2 separate regions of the Gossypium hirsutum genome follow, and region 1 is linked to region 2. Evidence: chromatin contacts called from public Hi-C data. All regions are on one chromosome and are shown on one strand. Each heading gives the region's core, a stretch centred on a gene start, on an enhancer-like site or on the middle of the called end of the contact. The rest is flanking DNA. Distances are from core to core; before and after follow the strand shown. Region 1 holds the start of LOC107918310 (auxin-responsive protein SAUR21). Region 2 holds the start of LOC107919549 (a long non-coding RNA gene).

Evidence for each region. Hi-C and Micro-C count contacts between places; a contact is called where the count stands out from the background.
Region 1: a contact with region 2 is called in a Hi-C map of leaf, with 2.3 times the contacts expected there. The contact joins the promoter of LOC107918310 here to the enhancer-like site in region 2. A contact is called at or near these places in 4 of 34 Hi-C or Micro-C datasets (all in leaf).

What each region holds. Positions count from the first base shown.
Region 1 is chrD13:24,986,861-24,991,964 of Gossypium_hirsutum_v2.1, reverse strand. LOC107918310 (auxin-responsive protein SAUR21) reads left to right here and starts at 2,451. Exons shown (of 1, transcript XM_016847836.2): 1 at 2,451-4,096. The coding sequence starts at 3,142. The coding sequence ends at 3,525. It also overlaps the pseudogene LOC107918309.
Region 2 is chrD13:24,557,924-24,563,314 of Gossypium_hirsutum_v2.1, reverse strand. LOC107919549 (a long non-coding RNA gene) reads right to left here and starts at 4,940. Exons shown (of 3, transcript XR_001690383.2): 1 at 4,680-4,940; 2 at 3,637-4,583; 3 at 3,346-3,555. Within about 2 kb of position 1,349, at least 3 of the 9 cell types and tissues checked have an H3K27ac peak or open chromatin away from gene starts, as enhancers often do. A contact at or near this core is called in leaf, where this site is marked.

The sequences.
Region 1 (5,104 bases), core at 1,202-3,701, 430 kb before region 2:
AATGGAGAATTGTAAACCAATGAGCACACCAATGGCTATTGGCATGAAGCTATCGAGCCAAGAGGAACATGAATCTGTCTGTGAAACAGATTATAGAAGCCTTATTGGCTGTTTGTTGTATTTGACAGCAACAAGACCTGATATTCTATTTGCTGTGAGCATGCTGTCACGATTCATGCATTGCTGTAATCAGCAGCATTACAAAGCAGGAAAAAGGGTTCTGAGGTATATCAAAGGTACCTTGAACCATGGTATATGTTTCAAAAGGGTCAAGGAGTTGAAATTGATTGGCTATACAGACAGCGATTGGGCTGGTTCAAAAGATGACATGAAGAGCACCTCTGGTTATGCTTTTACACTTGGCTCTGCAATGATTTGTTGGAGCTCAAGAAAACAAACAATGGTGGCTCAGTCAACAGCTGAAGCTGAGTATGTAGCAGCTGCTAATGCTGTTAATCAAGCTGTGTGGCTGAGAAAAATTTTGAGTGATTTAAACCTACACCAGAATGAAGCAACTGTGATACATTGTGACAACAAGTCAGCAGTTGCTATTGCCAAAAATCCTGTCTTCCATGGTAGGACAAAACACTTCGATATTAAACTGCATGTGATAAGGGAGATGGAACAAGCTCGAGAAATTGAGCTGATTCATTGCAGCTCTGAAAATCAGATTGCTGATATCTTCACAAAGTCTCTTGGTGTATCAAGATTTCTAAGCCTAAAGAGGGAACTAGGAGTCTGCTGCATAGAAGCTGAGGAGGAGTGTTGAAGTCAGCTCCCATGCAGCAGCAAAGGTGGCCATGCAGGGAACGTGCTTCAATAGCAAATTGGTGCAGCAAGCTGAAGCTATTCATTTAGTTTCTTTAAATGAATGTTTTGTATTTAGTTAGGATCAAACTTAGTTGGTAGCTGCATTTTGATGTAACTAAGTGATGAATGACAAGTTTAGGTAGCTGTTTATGTATTCAAACAAGTTTACCAAGTTACTAGGCAAATTAGTGGTGTTAGGTAAGTTATTAGGTGGTAACTTGTTTGTTTTGCTATTGTAATCCCTTATATGTATTGGCATCATGCCTTCTTAAAAGGTTAATGAAAATTCAGCTCATTTTCATTCAAATCTCTCTCTTTCTTTTCTGTTTTCCATTGTAAGTTTTTTTTTCCTTGATTGTTTCTGCTGCAAGCCTCGAGACTTGCTGTTTAAGCAAAGCTGAAATCAGCTTGCTGCTGCCTCTTGCACCAACAGAATTGATCATTTAGTGAATCAGGAAACATGCATGCAACTATGTATTGGCATGCCATTTAGCAAAACAATGAATAGTTTGATCTGCATATAGTCTATAGCAGTTTTCTTCTTTCAGACTTTCACCCATTGATATGTTGGCCTTGGACATGCATTGTAATCATATAGTCCATGAGAAATTCAGAAGAATTTCAGCTGGACCACCATAAATTTCTCTTTTTCTTTTCTATGGATTGGTAGGCCATGATAATTCATGATTGAAAAAGTTATATTAGCATATCTTTGGAAATCTTACCAATGTAGCTAGTGGAAGGCAAATCCATGTGACTCATGACATATGTCGACCTTAAACAAAACCCTTTAAAGTGAGTCCTATCTTCACCACTTAAATTACTGTCATTTACTGGTCAAAGAAACTTTGGAATATAAATTCACGTATGCCACGTATTGCTATACAGCAATTCTTTTCACCTTTTCCTGTTATCCAAAACTTAAGACATATATCTCAATATCCAATTAACTTTAAAGAGATGCAAATTAATTAAGTCAAGGCTTTCCCTGTTCCTAGGTTTGTTAAAGCTAAGAAGTTTGTTTGGAACATTCTTTTTGTTTCCAGAGAGACCACTGTCTTGCCTGGAGGCCATTTAGCTGTCTATATGGAGAGACTCGAAAGAAGAGATTTGTTGTTCCAATCTCCTACTTGAAGCAGCCTTCATGTCAGAGCTTGTTTTGTCTAGTTGAAGAAGTGTTTGGATTTTTATATGTACAGTCCCTATCTATTCGACACTACGACTTCTGCCAGATGGTAAAATATTAATCAGTTCACAGAATTTATACCTTACAGAAGTGATCTGCCACTTGCTTGCGGTCTATCATTTCTTTCTCCGTTTCGTATTTTCTTACTTACATATTAGGGCTCATTATCTAATATCTATTACGAGGGAATTGGCCAAATGACATTAGATTAAACCCAATAAAAGCAGTTTATAGAGTTAATTACCGAAAACCTAGCCATACTTCTTACAATTCCATGGAAGACATGGATCCTTTTTGTCATGGTGGAATATAATCTCATTTCAGGCTATTACCAACTGTAGCATTAATGTAACTTAGAACTTGTCCGGAAGCAGTGCAATAAGGCAAATTAATGATCAGCTCAGCTATTGATTAGTTAATACGAAAATGGCACGCACTTGGACACTTCAGCATCAAGGTGGGGTGTGCACGTTAGAGTTACTCGAGGGTTGACTTTTGCTTTGCGTACAAGTTCCTGATACAAATTGTAGTTGACAGGATCAACTAATTCAAACTTTCATTGTAGAATCCATGTATGTCTGGAGTCAATATTTAGTGATTCTAGACATAATTGGCATAACATCATTTCTAGGATGTTTTAGAGCTTGTTTTCAACTTATCATCCCTTAAAATCAAAATTTCACCCACCAAAGTTTCCTAAAACCACTCGATCATACAAGCAAGGCTGGTCTTTGATACTTATCATCACCGAAAGATTCATACAGAACAAACAGCATAAGCAAGTCTGGTCTTTGATCCTTATCATTACCAAACATTTAGGGCCTTGCATACTGACTCATAGTCGCTAGTGGATATGATTATTTTGATTATTTTGCTTCATGATATTTCATCCATATAATCTGCTACGTAAAGTCATTATCATCTGGCCATGGTTGAACGATATATAGTATTTGAAATGGGCCATGATTGTCGGTTTCATCGAATGGTGGCCTATTATAGATTGCAACAGAATAGACTAAGGTACCTACTTTGTCAAAATGTTATTCTTTGTTGGGGCTCAAGGCCACGTGATTCCTCACAACATACGTCTCTAAGGTACTCTTTCTTCAGTCTTCACCATTCAATTTGCCTGTGACTGCTTACCAATGACCATAAAGAATTTGCTCTCTCTGTGCCAATTGCCAAAGCCATTCCTAGACAGTCAAGTACTTGTAAAAGAAAAAATCACAAATCACAAAGTAATGGGTTTGCACTTGCAGAGAATTGTTAGTGCTAAGAAGAATCTAAAACGGACTCTTTCATCTTCGGAGACAACAACGGTACCTAAAGGCCACTTTGCTGTTTATGTTGGAGAAGCTGAAAGGAAGAGATTTGTTGTCCCACTCTCATTCCTGAAGCATCCTTCATTCCAGAATTTACTGAGTCAAGCTGAAGAAGAGTATGGATTTAATCATCCTATGGGTGCTCTGACTGTCCCCTGCAACGAAGAAGCATTCATTGAACTCACCTGCAATCTGGAAAGCTCATAGGAAGAAATGATATAAAATGTATGAAAATGGCTAACCAAGCAGAGATAGATTCTTTTAGGAAAGCGAGTGTATATGGTGGATTGTTTTCTGCGATCCCATGCCCGCCCTTGTGTACTTAATCTAACAAATATATAAATGACCACTTAGGAAAAACAAAAAGTTGACTCGTTCTTTTCATGAATTTCGTTTCTGATGGTTAATGTGTGCTGTTTCATTTTGTCACTTCACCCTATGTTACTGAATTCGGGGCTGTTGAATTCAAATATGTGCGGATACTACGCGTACCTTGTTTGCTGCCATGTGTGCGGATACTACGCGTACCTTGTTTGCTGCCATAGTTTCTGCTATGATGGTATATTATTGGTCTGGAAAGTAACAAATGACATTAGAAGCACTTAGACTACTGATCATCTGAACTTCATGTATATTACATGGATTTGTTGTTAGTGCGGAACCTCAAGCGAGGAAAATCTCGAATACACGAACAGAACACGAACAATAACTCGAACAGAAAAACGAAGCAATAGGACAAGCTCCAAGACGTGTATCAAGCCACTATTTTAAGTGTCACTGATCTTCAAGTGTCAATTTGGTGGTTCTGAATAGATCTGATATTAGCATTTTATTGCAGGGAAAAAATATATCTTTTTAATCAAGTATCATTTGAAGGGACGGTATATACTAATAATATTCACCATAGATCTATCAAAAATCCTAGGACAAGGTGCATATTACATACTACTAGATAACCTTGGCTTATTGAACATAGCTTCTATCACAACCATTTATTTTTGGTTGCTTCCATGTTAAATTAAAATTTATTTCATGCATCCAGCTTTGCAGCGTACCCTATTCTCTTTTTCGGCTTTACTTATCCAATTAGTCTAATCCTTTCCAACATTTTCTTGTTCATATTTCCTTTTTGTCCGAAGCATGTTTAGCCAAGCTCAAAGAGCTTTCTATACTTAAAATCTTGAGTGCCAGTTTCCAATCTTTAGCCTGTTCGCCATTGGCCATTTTTTCCCCATTATAAGTTTTAGACCAGGCCAGAGTTATTAATGAAGGCAATCTTTTTCACAGTCATGGATTGTTTATTTTCTAATCTGTAGGGCACACTGTTTTGTCAACAGACAACAGTATGAATTTTCAGCCCTAATATTGATTTGTAAGCATTGGCCATTTGGGGACAATACCATGTGACACCCTCTTGAGCAATTTCCAAACCCCACCAGAATGCATGGTAACCACTCAATCTGCAATTCATTAATATCCCATATACATTCTTCCATCTATATATACAACTGCATTATCCAAATCACAACCAAGGAATTCTCATATCCTCCTCTACAAGCAAATCTTTCCATTCATCTTTTTGAGTCTTTTCCATTATTATTCTTCCCACTCAAGTTACTAACAGCAATGGCTATCCGTGTGCCAAGAATTATGCATGCTAAGCAGATTCTTCGTCATTCTAAACTGTTTGCAAATCAAGCAGCCTCGGACTCAACGGTTGTTCCCAAAGGATACATTGCAGTGTATGTTGGGGAGAGCCAAAAGAAGAGATTCATAGTTCCAATCT
Region 2 (5,391 bases), core at 100-2,599:
AATTATTTTTAATAAGATGGAGAGGGGGGAGGATCCATTACAAATTCCATTGAACCATGCTATCTTTTGGGGGCAAGTTCATAACCTACCATTAGGGTTCTTGACTGAAGGAATGACAAATCAATTCAGGAACTTAATCAGTCAATTTTTAGAATATGATACGAATTTGATTACTAGAGGGGGGGAATTCATGCGTATTAGAGTGAAATTTAATGTTCGTGTTCCCCTAAAACGAAAGAAAAAAAGTTATTTTTGACAAGAATAATTCAGTTTACGCACAATTTCAATATGAGAAAATTACAATGTTTTATTTCCTTTGTGGAAGATTAGGGCACAGGGAAGGCTTCTGCCCGGTTCGATTAACAATGGAAGAATAGAATGTGGAGTTCGGGTGGGATAGTTCGCTAAGGGCGCAATCAAAGAGAGTGATGCAAATGACAAGCCCATGGCTACGAAAGGAACCAAGAGAGGGGGTCAAAGTAGAGGAAAGAACAAATTGCAAACAACACAGGGGAAATCAATCAAATGAATCTCCATGGGAAAACAGGGGTAGCAAGTTGGGAAATCATAGAATGACTGGAAAGGGGAATGTTCAATCTAGGGCAAAATTCTTTAATTCATTAATTAATGAAAGAGTGTCTATCAAAGGCAAAGAAGTAGTGCAAGAAGAAGAGGACAGACCGCTTGCGATAAGGGAATGCCAAAAAAGACAAAGATTACATTGTGAAGGTCAAGAAGAAATCAACTCATATGAATTGGTGAGTTCCAACAAAGATAATGAATTAGAGCCGGCTGCTAGTAAGGCCGCAATGAAAATCCTAAGTTGGAATGTTTGCGGGTTGGGGTAATTACGAGTAATCCATCGTCTCAAACATAGTCTGAGACAAAATAGGCCCCAAATTTTGTTTTTTATTGAAACAAAAGTAAACACAAGAAAAATGGAAAGAATAAGGAAAAACTATGGTTTTAGAAATGGAATTAATATAGGAGCAAATGGTTCAAAAGGAGGCTTATTGTTAGGTTAGAAGGAGGAGGTGCACATAACTTTAAAGAATTGGAAGAGAAAATATGGAGATTTACTGGCTTTTATGGAGTACATGTGGAAGGATTGAGAAAAGATTTATGAAATTTAAAAAGACATCTTGAAAAGGAATATGATTCACCATGGGTCATGATGGGATATTTTAATGAGATAATGTTTTCATTTGAAAAAGAAAGGGGGACGTGTATGAGATAAAAGACAAATGAGCGCTTTTCGAGAGGTTTTACGAGAATGTGATTTAAGCGATTTAGGTTTTTCAGAACAGTGGTTTATTTGGAAAAGAGGAAGGCTACCAAGTAATAACATTAGAGAGAGACTCAACAGGGGAGTGGCAAATACTGGATGGTGGGACCATTTTCCAGGATACTCGATTGAGCATAGGCCACATAGTTTTTCTGATCATTGTCCAATTATGCTTAATACAACAGGAAAAGTTGAAGAACGAAATCTTGCCAGACCGTTTTATTTCAGATTCAATGCTAATTGGGTATTGGATGAAAATTTTGAAGAACAAGTGATTGAGGGTTGGAAGGCCTGTATGGGAGACGTTCCTGAGAAATTATCTATGCCTGGGACTAATTTAAGTAGATGGGCTAGCAAGAACAAGGCATGGAGAGAAGGAAGAAAACAAGGGTTATTCTCTAAATTGGAGCTGTACGAAGATGATCCCACCTATGAAGTCTTAGCACAAATCACGGATTTTAAAAACACAATTAGAGTCAATTGGCTTAAATTGGGCGATCAGATTACTTCTTTTTTTCATAAGGCTGCAAACGGGCGAAAGTAGAAAAACACAATTAGAGGCCTTAACGACGTTAATGGGAGATGGGTGGATGAAGAATCTGAACTTATTAACATTGCTTCTCATTTTTTTTCAAGATCTTTTCACATCTAAGGCAGTAGGCGAAGGTGATAGGATATTCGAAAGTAGTCAACCTTGCATATCGGATTTTTTGAATGAAGATTTAATGGCGGATTTTCAAAATGAAGAAGTTGTTGAAGCTGTGAAATCAATGTCACCGCTAAAAGCATAAAGATGGCTTTCCTGCTTTTTTTTTATAAAAAAATATATTATAGGGGACGATATTTGCAACTATTGTTTAGATATGCTAAAAGGAAAGATCTGCAAGAAATTAATAGAACAAATATTATTTTAATCCCCAAAACAAACTCACCAAGCAACATGAATCAATTCAGACGGATCAGTTTGTGTAATGTGCTCTACAAAATAATATCAAAGATATTGGTCAATAGATTTAGGAAGGTACTGAATACATGTATTGATGAGTAGCAAGGCGCCTTCATTTCAGGAAGATAGATCACAGACAATATTCTTGTGACATATGAAATTCTACATTCGTTCAAAAAGAAAAAGGAAGGATTGACAGAATCATTTGCCTTAAAAATCGATACGAGTAAGGCGTACGACAGGGTTGAATGGAATTTCATTGAAAAAATTATGGAAAAAATGGGCTTCTGTGATTGTTGGATTACTTTAATTATGAAGTGTTTCGACAGTGACATACTCAGTGGTTTTGAATGGGGTACAAGGAAAAGAATTTAAACCTAGTCAGGGATTAAGACAGGGGATCCCCTATTTATTATATGTGCACAAGGTTTCTCCAATCTGATCACAAGGGAAAAAAGTGCAGATTTTATTAAAGGAGCCAAGATAGGAAGAAGTAGTTTGGCAATCACGCATTTATTTTTTGCGGATGATAGCATACTGTTTGGAGAAGCGACAGAGGAAGGTGCAAGAGCGATAAAAACTGTGGTAACTGATTATATTGTGGTAACTGATTATGAAAATATATCGTGCCAAGTTATTAATTTTGATAAAACCCTAATTTACTTCAGCAAAAATACAAGTTTTAGCAATAGGGAGAAAGTGGAGAGAATCTTTGGCGTTTGAATTACAAATAATCCCGAGAAATATTTGGGATTACCAGCAATGATGGGGAGACGCAAAAGGCATGCTTTTAACAATATCAAAGAAAAAATTATTAAAAAATTAAAGAGTTGGAGCGTGAGGTTTTTATCTATTGGCGGAAAAGAAGTGTTGATAAAATGGGTGTTACAGGCAGTTCCAATTTAGGCAATGCAATGTTTTATGTTATCAAATTCTTTTTGCAGGGAATTAGAAAACACGTTTAACATATTCTGGTGACGTGATACAGTTACAAATAAAGGCATTCATTGGTGCAGCTGATCAGCCATGTGTAATACGAAATCGCAAGGGGGGATGGGGTTTAGGGACTTATCAAAGTTTAATGTTGCCTTGTTAGCCAAACAAGGATGGAATCTAATTATGAACCCCACCAGTTTGCTTGCACAGGTAATGAAAGCTAAATATTATACAAGAGGTGATTTTCTAAGTGCAAGACTGGGAGCTTACACATCGTTTACCTAGCGAAGTATCTGGAATGCCCGCTCCTTACTGGAACAAGGATTGGGATGGAAACTGGGGAATGGTGCCTCTATTAATATATGGAATGATAATTGGCTATCAGGACCTGGGGAGGGTCGAGTACATTGTCAGACTATGAACATAACTTTACAAAAGTAAATGATTTAATTGAGATGGAAGAATTTACCTGGAATATTGAATCCCTTAGAATTCTGTTCGATGAAGAGGCAATAAATCGGATTCTTATGATTCCACTAGTATGTCCAAGCCAGCCGAATATCTTGATATGGCGGGGTGATAAATCAGGAAATTACAAAATCAAAAGCGGTTACAGATGGCTTTTACAGAAAATTTACATAAAAAAGAAGACAACACCGCTTCACAGAATTCTCGAATGCATACTTTCTTTACAAAGATGTGGAAGATTAAAGTAGCAGCTAAAATCTGAATACACGTGTGGAAACTTTCGAAGGGGTTTTTGCCTACGCTTTACAATTTCAAAAACTAAAGGCTTGGTGAGAAATGCTTGTTGCCCAGTTTGCAAGAAGGATGAGGAAACTGTGGCACATCTATTCCGAGATTGTAAATTCACAAGAAAAATCCTGCAAGATCTGAGAATCGAAGACTCAACCTCAGACAGAAAACAAGAATGGCAAAATTGGTTAGTGGATTTCTTCTATGAAAATGAAAGCAAAAAATGTAGAACTCTTATGATTTCTTTCTGGGCAATATGGTTCAACAGAAACAGAATATATCACGAGGGACAAACCCCAAATGAACAAGAGGTGATTTCTTTTATTAACGCATACTTATCGGAGAACGATTTTATTGAAGGCGTTTTTATGACAAGAACTATGCCTAAAAAAATCAAATGGGAACCACCTGATAGGAATATAATCAAAATTAATTTTGATGCCTCCTTTCAACAGAGTCTTAACATTTCTAAGGCAGGTATAATTGCAAGAAATAAAAATGGATTGATTATGGCTGCATGCATTTACCCGTTCTTAAACATCTCGACACCATAACTACCAAAAGCCTGGGCGTGTTTGCATGCGGTCACTTTTGGAGAGGAATTAGGTTTCAAGGAGATCTGCGTGGAAGGTGACGCGTTGACGATAATTAAAGGGGTAACTGCTACAGGAGAAGACAGATCTTGTATCAGCAATGTGATTAAAGCAGTCCAGAATAAATGCGCAAATTTCACAAAGATAACATTTAGATTTGTACCTAGATCGGCCAATACTGCAGCGCACACACTAGCAAAAGAGGGAAGAAGTTATGAATGGCCGAAATACTGGATAAAGGAGGCTCCAAATTCAGTAGAAGACATTGTGAATAAAGAAAGGATCGGTTTTGAAAATGAATGATTTCGAAGGACACGAGCTGAGATCGGAAAATTTTTGTCTTGATTCCGAAGAACTCAATTTTGTTTTGGCAAAGGACTGAAAATTCTGATGTTTCATTATCCCTGATTCGAGTAAGAAGCCTTTACCATCACACTTCGATTAATATTTTAACAATCCAACCGTTATATTTCATAGTCCATTCACGTAGATCATGCATGGAAATTTTGATGTAAATTTAAAATTTCTATATATTTGTTTTATGTAAAAAAAATTCAACTGTTGAATATATATTAATATATAAAGTATATTAGATCAATATGATAGAGATACCGGACCGATTCAAAAATTTACATGCATGACAAGTACAATTATATTGATAAATTTAATGGTTTGATCATTAAAATATTAATAATATAAATAGTTACAAAAATGTATAAAACTATTTTAATTTTTACACGATATAAATGGATCCCTCCCCATTAAAATTATTTTATTTTATGTGGAATATAATTTTTTACAAAAAGAAGTTAAATGTATTTAATTTTATCCTATTTACAAATTTGAGGTAAAATTGGAAGTTAATAAATTTATAA